Regions from separate parts of the Anser cygnoides genome. Here regions 2 and 3 are each linked to region 1. Evidence: chromatin contacts called from public Hi-C data. All regions are on one chromosome and are shown on one strand. The core of a region is the stretch at or near the end of the contact, and the rest is flanking DNA. Distances in the headings are between cores, read along the strand shown.

What was found. A called contact is a pair of places that touch in the nucleus more often than the background predicts.
Region 2: a Hi-C map of liver shows a contact between it and region 1, with 2.0 times the contacts expected there. The contact joins two enhancer-like sites. A contact is called at or near these places in 2 of 7 Hi-C or Micro-C datasets (both in liver).
Region 3: a Hi-C map of liver shows a contact between it and region 1, with 1.9 times the contacts expected there. The contact joins two enhancer-like sites. A contact is called at or near these places in 2 of 7 Hi-C or Micro-C datasets (both in liver).

Annotation. Positions count from the first base shown.
Region 1 is chr20:4,043,550-4,046,435 of Taihu_goose_T2T_genome, reverse strand. No RefSeq gene overlaps it. Among named protein-coding and RNA genes, the nearest start is that of RXRA, 34 kb to the right of the region's middle. Within about 2 kb of position 1,370, at least 2 of the 3 cell types and tissues checked have open chromatin away from gene starts, as enhancers often do. A contact at or near this core is called in liver, where this site is marked.
Region 2 is chr20:4,243,078-4,245,963 of Taihu_goose_T2T_genome, reverse strand. The region is part of intron 2 of VAV2 (vav guanine nucleotide exchange factor 2); the gene reads right to left. Among named protein-coding and RNA genes, the nearest start is that of SARDH, 54 kb to the left of the region's middle. Within about 2 kb of position 1,448, at least 3 of the 3 cell types and tissues checked have open chromatin away from gene starts, as enhancers often do. A contact at or near this core is called in liver, where this site is marked.
Region 3 is chr20:4,204,587-4,207,472 of Taihu_goose_T2T_genome, reverse strand. The region is part of intron 2 of VAV2 (vav guanine nucleotide exchange factor 2); the gene reads right to left. Among named protein-coding and RNA genes, the nearest start is that of VAV2, 37 kb to the right of the region's middle. Within about 2 kb of position 1,437, at least 1 of the 3 cell types and tissues checked has open chromatin away from gene starts, as enhancers often do. A contact at or near this core is called in liver, where this site is marked.

The DNA.
Region 1 (2,886 bases), core at 121-2,620:
ATCCGTGTGTACAGGGAAAATGTAAATCTCCTCCCGGCAGTGCCGGCCAGCATAAAGGGAGCGGTGTGAGGGGATGCCACGCAGCTGAATTTCAGCTTGATGCAAAGTCCGAACCGCAGCGTTGGAGCCCATCGCTTTGCCTCCTCCTAACGCGGTGCCACCAGCTTTACTGCAAACACGGAGGGACAGCCACTTTTTATGTACAAAAAAAAGTCACTGGCTGCTTATTTTATTTATTGAGGAGACAGATAATTGACAGGTGGCTGTCTAGAAGAGATGAAGCCCTCCAGCAAAACACTGCGGCTCCAGCAAGGATGCGAACGACAGAGAAATGGCTCCAGAGGTGATAGACTTGTTACTTTTAACACTGCCAGATATATAAGAGAACAGGGTTGAATCGCAGTTCAGAACAATCATACCTAACTGCTGAACTAAATAAAACTGATGATTTCATACCCGTGTCTACAGCAGCCTTAGACTGAGCTTGAATTAATGAGCGTGTTGTTGCCTCCCGCAGGGTTCTGTACGCCCAAGGACTTCAGGTTCTGATTTTAGGGCTTCAATGCATCGCCCAGAAGGAAGCCAGGGATCAGGAATGGGCGTAGGTGGGTCAAAATTGTTCTGCCCTCTGAGCCTGAGCAGCTTAGGGTGATATTTGCCCCCCAGCAAAATAAACTTTGCCAGGGGGCAAGCAGGGAACAGGACAGCTTTACTGGGACTTCTGGGCTGGGCTGGCTGGGTCCCTTGGTACCCCACAGGTTGCAAATATCCGTCTTTCCTTGCTTTTCTACTTTCGTTTTGGTAATTTTTTTTTCTTTTTCTTTTTTTTTTCTTTTGTTTTTCTTTATTATTATTATTTTTTGTTTTGTACTGGCCTGCCTGGGACTTTGAAGCCTACAAATCTCTTCATGGCCTGGACCTCGTGCCTCTCAATGGATCCGTGCCTATTTTGAGGATATACAGCATTATCTGCTGCTGACTACTCTAAACAAAAACAGAAGCTTAAACATTAACCCCTGCACATCACACCACCCCAACATATTGCTGCCTGAGAACTGACTTCTCATAGGACAGATTTCGCTGTGTTTCTTAATCAATGGAGAACTTTTTTTTTTTATAATTTTTTTTTTACTGTTTACTAGAGTTTTCTCCCCCGCAGGGCAGAGCAACGTTTATGATGTAAAATCACAGGGGCTCTCTCCCCGCAGTGCTGCACGCGGCGGTGATTCAGGGCCGTGCCGGGACCAAGCGGAGCCTGTTAGCCGGATCCCTGCGCTCTCCCACCTCCGCCCGGCTCCGCAGCAAATCAAAGTGCAACAAATGGCCCTGCTTCATTCCTTCGAGGAGCCCTGGGCCTTGTACGTTATCTCGAGGGCAGGGTATATGCTACAATAAAAGGAGGCTTTATTGCCAACTGCAACGGAGCGAAGGATTCAACCGCGTATCGCCTTGTGGGTTCGTCGTAAACTCCCTTTTATGGCCCTTCCAGTTTATGGCTAATGGAGATTTACAGTGGGCAGAAGGGGCCGTGTGCGCTAATTAATGCGGTTATTAGCCTGGGAGGGTTCGGCGCAGGGAGCAGCGCTGCCGCCAGCCTTGCTGCTCGCCCTTCGCCACCCGGCCCTGCCAGGGAAGAGGGCGGCGGGCGCTTGGCTGACCCGTGGCTGGCCGGGTGCCGCGGGGCCAAAGTCCTGCCCTGCTCGCTGGGACCCGCGGTGGGACAAGGCAGCTCGCTGCAGGGCGGCTTCATCCACCGAGGGAGCTAAGGGAGGTCGTGTCTGCTCCAGCTGTGTGCATCCCCAAAGCCACCAACGTTTTCTTCAAGTGGGAGGGAGGTGGAAGGGAAGGGGAAGGAGGTGGGTGAGTTTCAACCGTGATTTTCCAAGCAGAAATCAGCAGCCTTCCCCGCGCTCCCCATCTAGAGGAACCCATTTTGGCGTGCTCAGCCTGCAGCCACAAGGCCAGGCAGGAGAGGCACACACAGAGCAGTAGGTATGGCAGTGGGGCTGTGCCAAAAATACCCCATCCCTCCTGCTCGGGTGCTTTCTGCTGAGCTGAGGCCGTTCGTTAAAAGTCATCGCTGCTCGGCATCCGTCTCCAGACCCTGGACTACTCCCGAGCCCAGCTCCAGGCCTCGCACCCCTGCAGACGCTGGATGTGGCCCTGTTAATATCAGCCTGGTTCCCATCACACGCCGCCCTGCTGGAACACAACCTCAAACGAGGCAGATTTCGTGTGGCTGCAGCTTTTCGCTACGAACGTTTCATGCCGCCCTGCTTGGCAATTAAAAGGCGAGGAGCCGGGGTGAGAACAGTCCTGCTAATGATTTGCAGTCAGCTCCTTTGAGCCAAGTTGTCTTTGCAAAGCCAAAATTATATCGTATCGTTCTCCAGAAGCTACCACAGAAGTTAAATATTAAGTGGCTTAAGTTGCTGGAAACTTCCGTGGCTCCGACTGATCACAGGTCAAGGATATCGTCACCGGGACCGTCCTTGATCACAAGCAATAGCCAAGCCCATGGAGAGACTAACAGCAAAGCAGGACCATAAATCCAGCCCATAATCTCCAGGCTGGCCCAGTCCAGGCTTCACAGAAGCAGTGGAGAAGCTGCCAGAGGTGCCCATAAATCCGGGGGGGGACTTTTGGGGATGATGCTGGAGAGCCACCCCTTGGTTTTCAGCGCCTCACCCAGCCACGCAGGCAGTGCCTGCCCTGCCCCAGCGCGGGCAGGATATTTTGTGATTGTCTGCCCTGATTTCACCCCAGGAATTTCCCGCAAAAGGAAAAGGGCCACAGGCTAGGAGCTACAAGGGGGGGAAGCCGCCAGGAACTGGGCACCAGCCTGCCTTTGTGGGGCTGAGCAAGGGCAGGGAGCTGCCGGCGGTT
Region 2 (2,886 bases), core at 199-2,698, 200 kb before region 1:
CCTCTGTTATTAGGCTCACGCAGCACAGAGATCAGTTTATGAGTCAGACAGCTACGAGGAGGGTTTGACTTCCAGGGAAATCTAAAAGAAGCACGCTGTTCTCCACGCCAGGGCTTTTTGCTTTGTTCTTTCACGAAACCCCCATGTCTCTGAGCATCCCGGCACATCAAAGCCCGGGACCTGATCCGGATGAGCCTGCCTGTGATCAGGCTCCAAATCCACGCTCGGGTACGCAGCGAAGCGACCCACTTTTTAAGAAGGATCAGGTACAAAGAAGCCCTACACCTCCAGAAACAAGAGCGAGCAGTGACTGTCCGGCACCAGGCAGGGTTTTTCCAAGGAGGAATTTATTTATTTTTTTGCTAAGGAGGAGCTGGGGGCGAAGAAAGCCCCGCACAACCCCAGCTCCTGCGCCAGCCCCAGCCAGGGAAGCACGAAGCGTGCATTTAAGAACAAGTAATCCTTTCAATTTCAACAGGATTAAACAGCATTCTTAAAAGTAAGTAAATCCTTAAGTGTTTGCTAAACTGTGTCATTTTCCCCATAAAGCAGGTTCTTATGTGCTGAGAAGCGCAGTAATACGTCCCGCCACTCCCGGCTATCATTTTCTATTAGGCAGGGCAGGAACCGCTTCGTTACGCAGCCAAGCGGCGGTTGGCACAAGGGGTCCCTGATCTCATCTGAGGCTTAGTTGCTCCTGCGGTTCTAGGACATACTAATGCAGCTAATGCAGACATGACACCGAGTGGAATTACAGTTCGCCGGTTATTTATACCTCCCCTTTCCTTTAAGGCAGACTGGGAACGCAGAAGCTTTGTTTCCCGAGGCAGACAGCACGCCCCCAGACTCCTTATCAGCTCCCCGATGATTTATGCCAATTACTTCACACGTTCAGGCCTTTGGGTATCCCCACTGCCCAAACCTACGAAGCCAGTTTTGAGGCTGCAGCATCCTGAAAGTGCTACAGGAGCACACCAGGAGCCGTGAGCAGCAATTTCCAAATTTACAGCTCCCTTGGACCGTGCTGGAGAGGGCTCCAGCGACCAAGCCCGCGGCACAGCCCAGTGCCGTGCCCCATCCCGCAGCCCAGGGGAAAGCCCCGTGCCCGATGCCGGCAGCGGGGAGGTTTTGCAGAGTCATTTCTACACTCTGCTTGGGAAAAACACACTTGTATGGGCGAGTTTGTCTTCTGGGAGGAGGCCGGCTGTGGGCTTAAATAAGGTCTCATGCAGGTTATTATTATTATTACTTCTTCATCCAGTTCTCGGCGGAACTTCCTCAAGAAAAGCTGCACTCAGTGCGCGCAAGTCACCATAAAAACTACGTCTAAACTGACAACAAGATGCCAGGGACGGAGCTCTGGAGGTACAAAGTGCAGGCAGAGGTACCCGCAGCCACAGGCTGCTTCCAGCAGCTGACCTGCACGGGGCTGGGAAATTCCTGGTGGTTTCCCCGGGCAGGGTGAGGGACGCTCTCTGCATTCCTGACATTCCAGCTCTCCTCCGTTTTCTGCCACGAGCTAAACCAAACAAGCCAGCTGATCATTTACCAGCCCCGTGCCCCGTGGTACGACCGCGTTGCCGTGGATCAGCCCGAGCAGGAAGGCAGCGGGAGGGCCAGGGACGCGGTTTCGGAGCCCGAGCATCAGAGGCCTCACGGAGAGCCTCATTTTCGAAAGGCACCGAGTTCTGCGCTTCCAGAAACAAAAGCAAGTCTCAGCCCAGGTTCCTCAAATTCACCGGTCACTTTGCAAGGATCCTGGCTGAGCAAAGAAACGGGATTTTTGCAAACAAACAAAACCAGCAAAAATCCCCACACCGTAAGAAAACCACTAACTTTCATCTTTCTCACTGCCAGTGCTTTCTTTTAGGAATGATGGATTTAAAAATAAACTAAAACAAAACAAAAATAAATAAATTAATGTGCTTACTGCTCTTCTATTTCCTCCAGCGTTGCTTATTTCTAGCGGTATCTCTGCACATCTAGAAAACTAAAATAAACTCTCGTTATTTGCAAAAACAACCCGAGGCAGCTGGGCTGGAATACGCTTTGCATACGAGGAACTCCCTAACCCTGCAGTTAGGAGCAAGCTGCAGGGGCTGGAGCCAGGCTCGTGGCTTGTGCAGACCCTGGCGAGGTCGTCGTGCATTCCCAGAACAAGAGGATTTGCTTTGCAGCAAGTCAGGAGCTCATCACAGTGATGATAAGCCTGGGCAGAAACCTTGATGTTGCTACCTCCGTGCACAGGCTTCTTGGGGGGAAGGTGGTTTCAGAGCCTGAAATCGCATGGAATGATTTGACACCTAAACTCAGGAAGGGCAAATAGAATAAAATAAAATATAAATATTAAAATAAAATAATTACAAATCCTCAGACCAAATCCCTCGCCTCAGTGTGGATGGGAAGCAGACCCCAAATTTGGATACAAGCTGGCTAAGTTAGTTCTGAGCTGGGTAACAGCATCCAACAGCAAAACCGGCAACGTGAAGAGTTGCAGTGGGGACAAGGCTGCCGAACCAAAGCAGCCGTGAGATTGCTGTGAGGCGCCAGCAGGACGTGCCCCAGACAGCTCCAGTTTGTGGTGCTGGTGGCAGCGGTCACCGTACACCTTTGCCCACCCACCTGCCGAGGAGCATCGCTGCACACCCGGGGCCCAGCACCCACCCCAGCACCTCCCACCCAGCTCCACGCGCACACCAGGGCTCACAGCCAAGGCAGGATATTTGCAAACCAAAGTGCCCCCAGCAGTTTTTCCCATCACTGCCTTTTTGCATGTGCCTCTCCCCCGTGCTTAGCACCTCGGCGAACCCAGCCCCGAGTCCTGCAGCGCTCTGTGAGACCCCGAGCATGTGAGCCAGCCCCAAATGCACAGCTAAAACACAACCT
Region 3 (2,886 bases), core at 188-2,687, 160 kb before region 1:
CATGCTGGCTCAGAAATTCCTGAAGTTACTAACAACAGGCTTGGGATAGGGAACTTTGACAAACGCCCCTAAATAGAGTGTGCCCACATCGTTAGCTTTACCCAGGGTGCATTAAGGCTGCTTTCTTGCTACCGCGATTATGCTTTAATATGTAATTAGTAGGAAGAAAACGATGTTGAAGAGGAGAACGCCTCACTTACACACACGCCATTAAGACTGAGAGTATAAATGAGTGAGCTGCGGCATCACCATCTGAGGCTCATTAACTCAATCTGCAAAGCATCGAGGGCTGGCAAGCGCTGCCGTCCGGCTGCAGGTACAGCAAAAAACTGCACATCGACACTGGTGGCAGGCACCGTGCCTCCCTGCCTCTTCCTTGCCTAGCTCAAAACCTGGCAAAGTCGGGAAGGGCTGGGAAACGCAGAGGCACTTGTCCCCAGGAAGAACGCACCAGCTTTCCCAGCAGGGAAACGATAGTTAGGAACATCACACAGCCCATGCAGGTGGCTTTCACACGTCTCCGTGATCCTGGCTTCACCTGCGATGCTCAGGGAAGCTATTTAAAACCCATCCAAAGGAAACTGTTCCCCGCCAGCACTGCAGATCCAAGCCACCTGATCCCGTGTCACTGCCCCGATGCACCCCGTGCAGCCCATGCGAGTCTGGAACAACCATCATACCAAGCTCTCCAGCCCCCCCAGCCCTGCACACCCAGCTGGAGCGGGCAGGGGAATCACCCGGAGGAATCCTGAAAGTACAGGGCGGTTTTGAAGAAATAACTCATTTCTGAAGGAAAAGGGAAAAAAAAAAAGTCTGGAAGCGCTCCAAGAACAAACAAGCAGCCCATTTTGAAAGAGTGGAACAAAACAGTCTGAGATGCCTTTTTTTTTTTTTTTTTTTAAATTCTCTTGAACAAGGCGGGGATGGAAAGGAGAAACCTCATCACCAGCGAGCTGTGGCACGAGGGCAGCCCTCGTGCACGGAGCTGCTCCTGCCAGCAGCAGCACCCCCAAGTCACGGCCTCAGCACCGTAAAGCCCCTTAAATCAGGAGATGGCAGGAGACCTGGGTGTTAATAGCAAACCTCACCGAAACCACGCTCTGCTGAGGAGCCGAGGTTTCAACACACCATTTTTCTGCCCCCACTTTGAGCAATGTTTATTTGCCGTGAAACATTAACATTTCGCTTCGATACGTGACTGCCCGAATGCAAAGTGTCAATGCAGGAGGAGGCTGACCGGGCCAAATCGGGTCCCCCCGTGCGCCCCAGCCCTGTCCCCTTCTCCCAGGATGGGCTGGGGAATGGGCACCAGGCTCCCCGGCTCCATCCCAGCATCAGGGTGCCTGTTTTGGGGCACGATGCTTTGATACGCTAACTTGTACCCGCTCTTCTTTGCCCCAGGAGGAATCGGTTTGCTGCAGAGGCTTTTTTCTCCCCTTTTCCTTTAATCTGCTTCACAGGGTAGATGCTGAGCAGAATTACCCTGAGCACTGGGGTTTGAGAAGTTCGGTCATGGCAGTGCTTTCAGGCTGAGAGTTTCGCTTTTTGCACATTCTGCTAAAACATGGTTACACCCACACGTTAATCTGTTTCAAGAAATGTTAATTATTCTTCATAACCGAAGCATTTGGCCTTGAGACAGTTTCATTATCAGACGCTGTAACTTCGACAGGCTAGGAAATCTGGGGAAGATTTTAATGAAGAAACAGAAGATCCCTGGCTCGTTACAGAATAAAAACCTCCTTTTATTCCGAGATTGCTTTAAATGACATTACACGGGATGTGTTTCCTTCCTTTCCCAAAGCACAAGCATGCTGAACGGTTGAGCTCAAGTGATGCCAGATGCACTAACGGAGCGCTGAGGCACCGAAGGACTGACTCTGCCTGTTGACACCTTTCAGTCGTGGTGACCATGACCAAATCATTAAGTCACAAACGCCTGATAATGTAATAAAAAAAAAAAAAAACAACATCTTGTGGGGTCCAAAAGCAGCCAGGCATTTTTCAACCAACAGACAAAAGCTGTAGGGTCACAGAAGAGAGACGGACTGCACCCCTTCCCCTTTTTAGAGGCACAGACCAGTGAATGTTTTACTGCTCTCAGGTTCCCCACCCCCCGATCTTGTCTAATATGACTACAAGAAGAGCTCAGCCAGATCACGGAAGTGCAAGAAAATCAATTTCATACACATTAAGAATACGTGTTTACCCACGTCCTGATCGATACCTCCGGCTCCCTGCACATTACAACACTTCGGTTGCAGTTTGAGGCCCAACAGCACCGTTCTCCCATGCAGACTATGGGAGTTAGGAAAGATCCTGTCCGTGCTTGTTTGATCTGAAACATAATACCCCTTAATGTGACCCCTTGGAAAAATACTGGGGAAAGCAGCCAAGAGGGGAGGAAAAAAAAAGAAAAGCAAAGCTTCCCAGAATGAACATTTCTGGCTCTTTCAGTTCCACGGCGGAGCTGTGCATCTATAAACAGTGCTGATTTGCAAGTAGGAGAGGGAGGAAAAGGAGAAAGGAGAAGGAGAAAGCAGAGATAGCCGGCCACCTCGCAGCTAAAAGCTCTGCTTTTTAAGCAGCCTCTCCTCCGGCCCAGCCAGGGACAGGAGGGGACAGCAGAGGGCACAGCTCAGCACCCAGCTTCCTGGGCTGGTGACACCCAGGTGTTTCACTTTAGGGTGCAGTAGGAGACCAACTGCTTTTACCAGCAGCTTGGTGCATGTGCATGATTTGAGGCCCCGGTGCTGTCACTGGACCCTGAAGACCACAAAGTAAACCAGCGTGGTCCTTTTGGTTGCAAACTGCGGCAGCCTGCTAGGAGATTTTTAATCCACCAGTTACTTCAGGGCAATGTTAACAGGAGACCAGGGGGAAGTT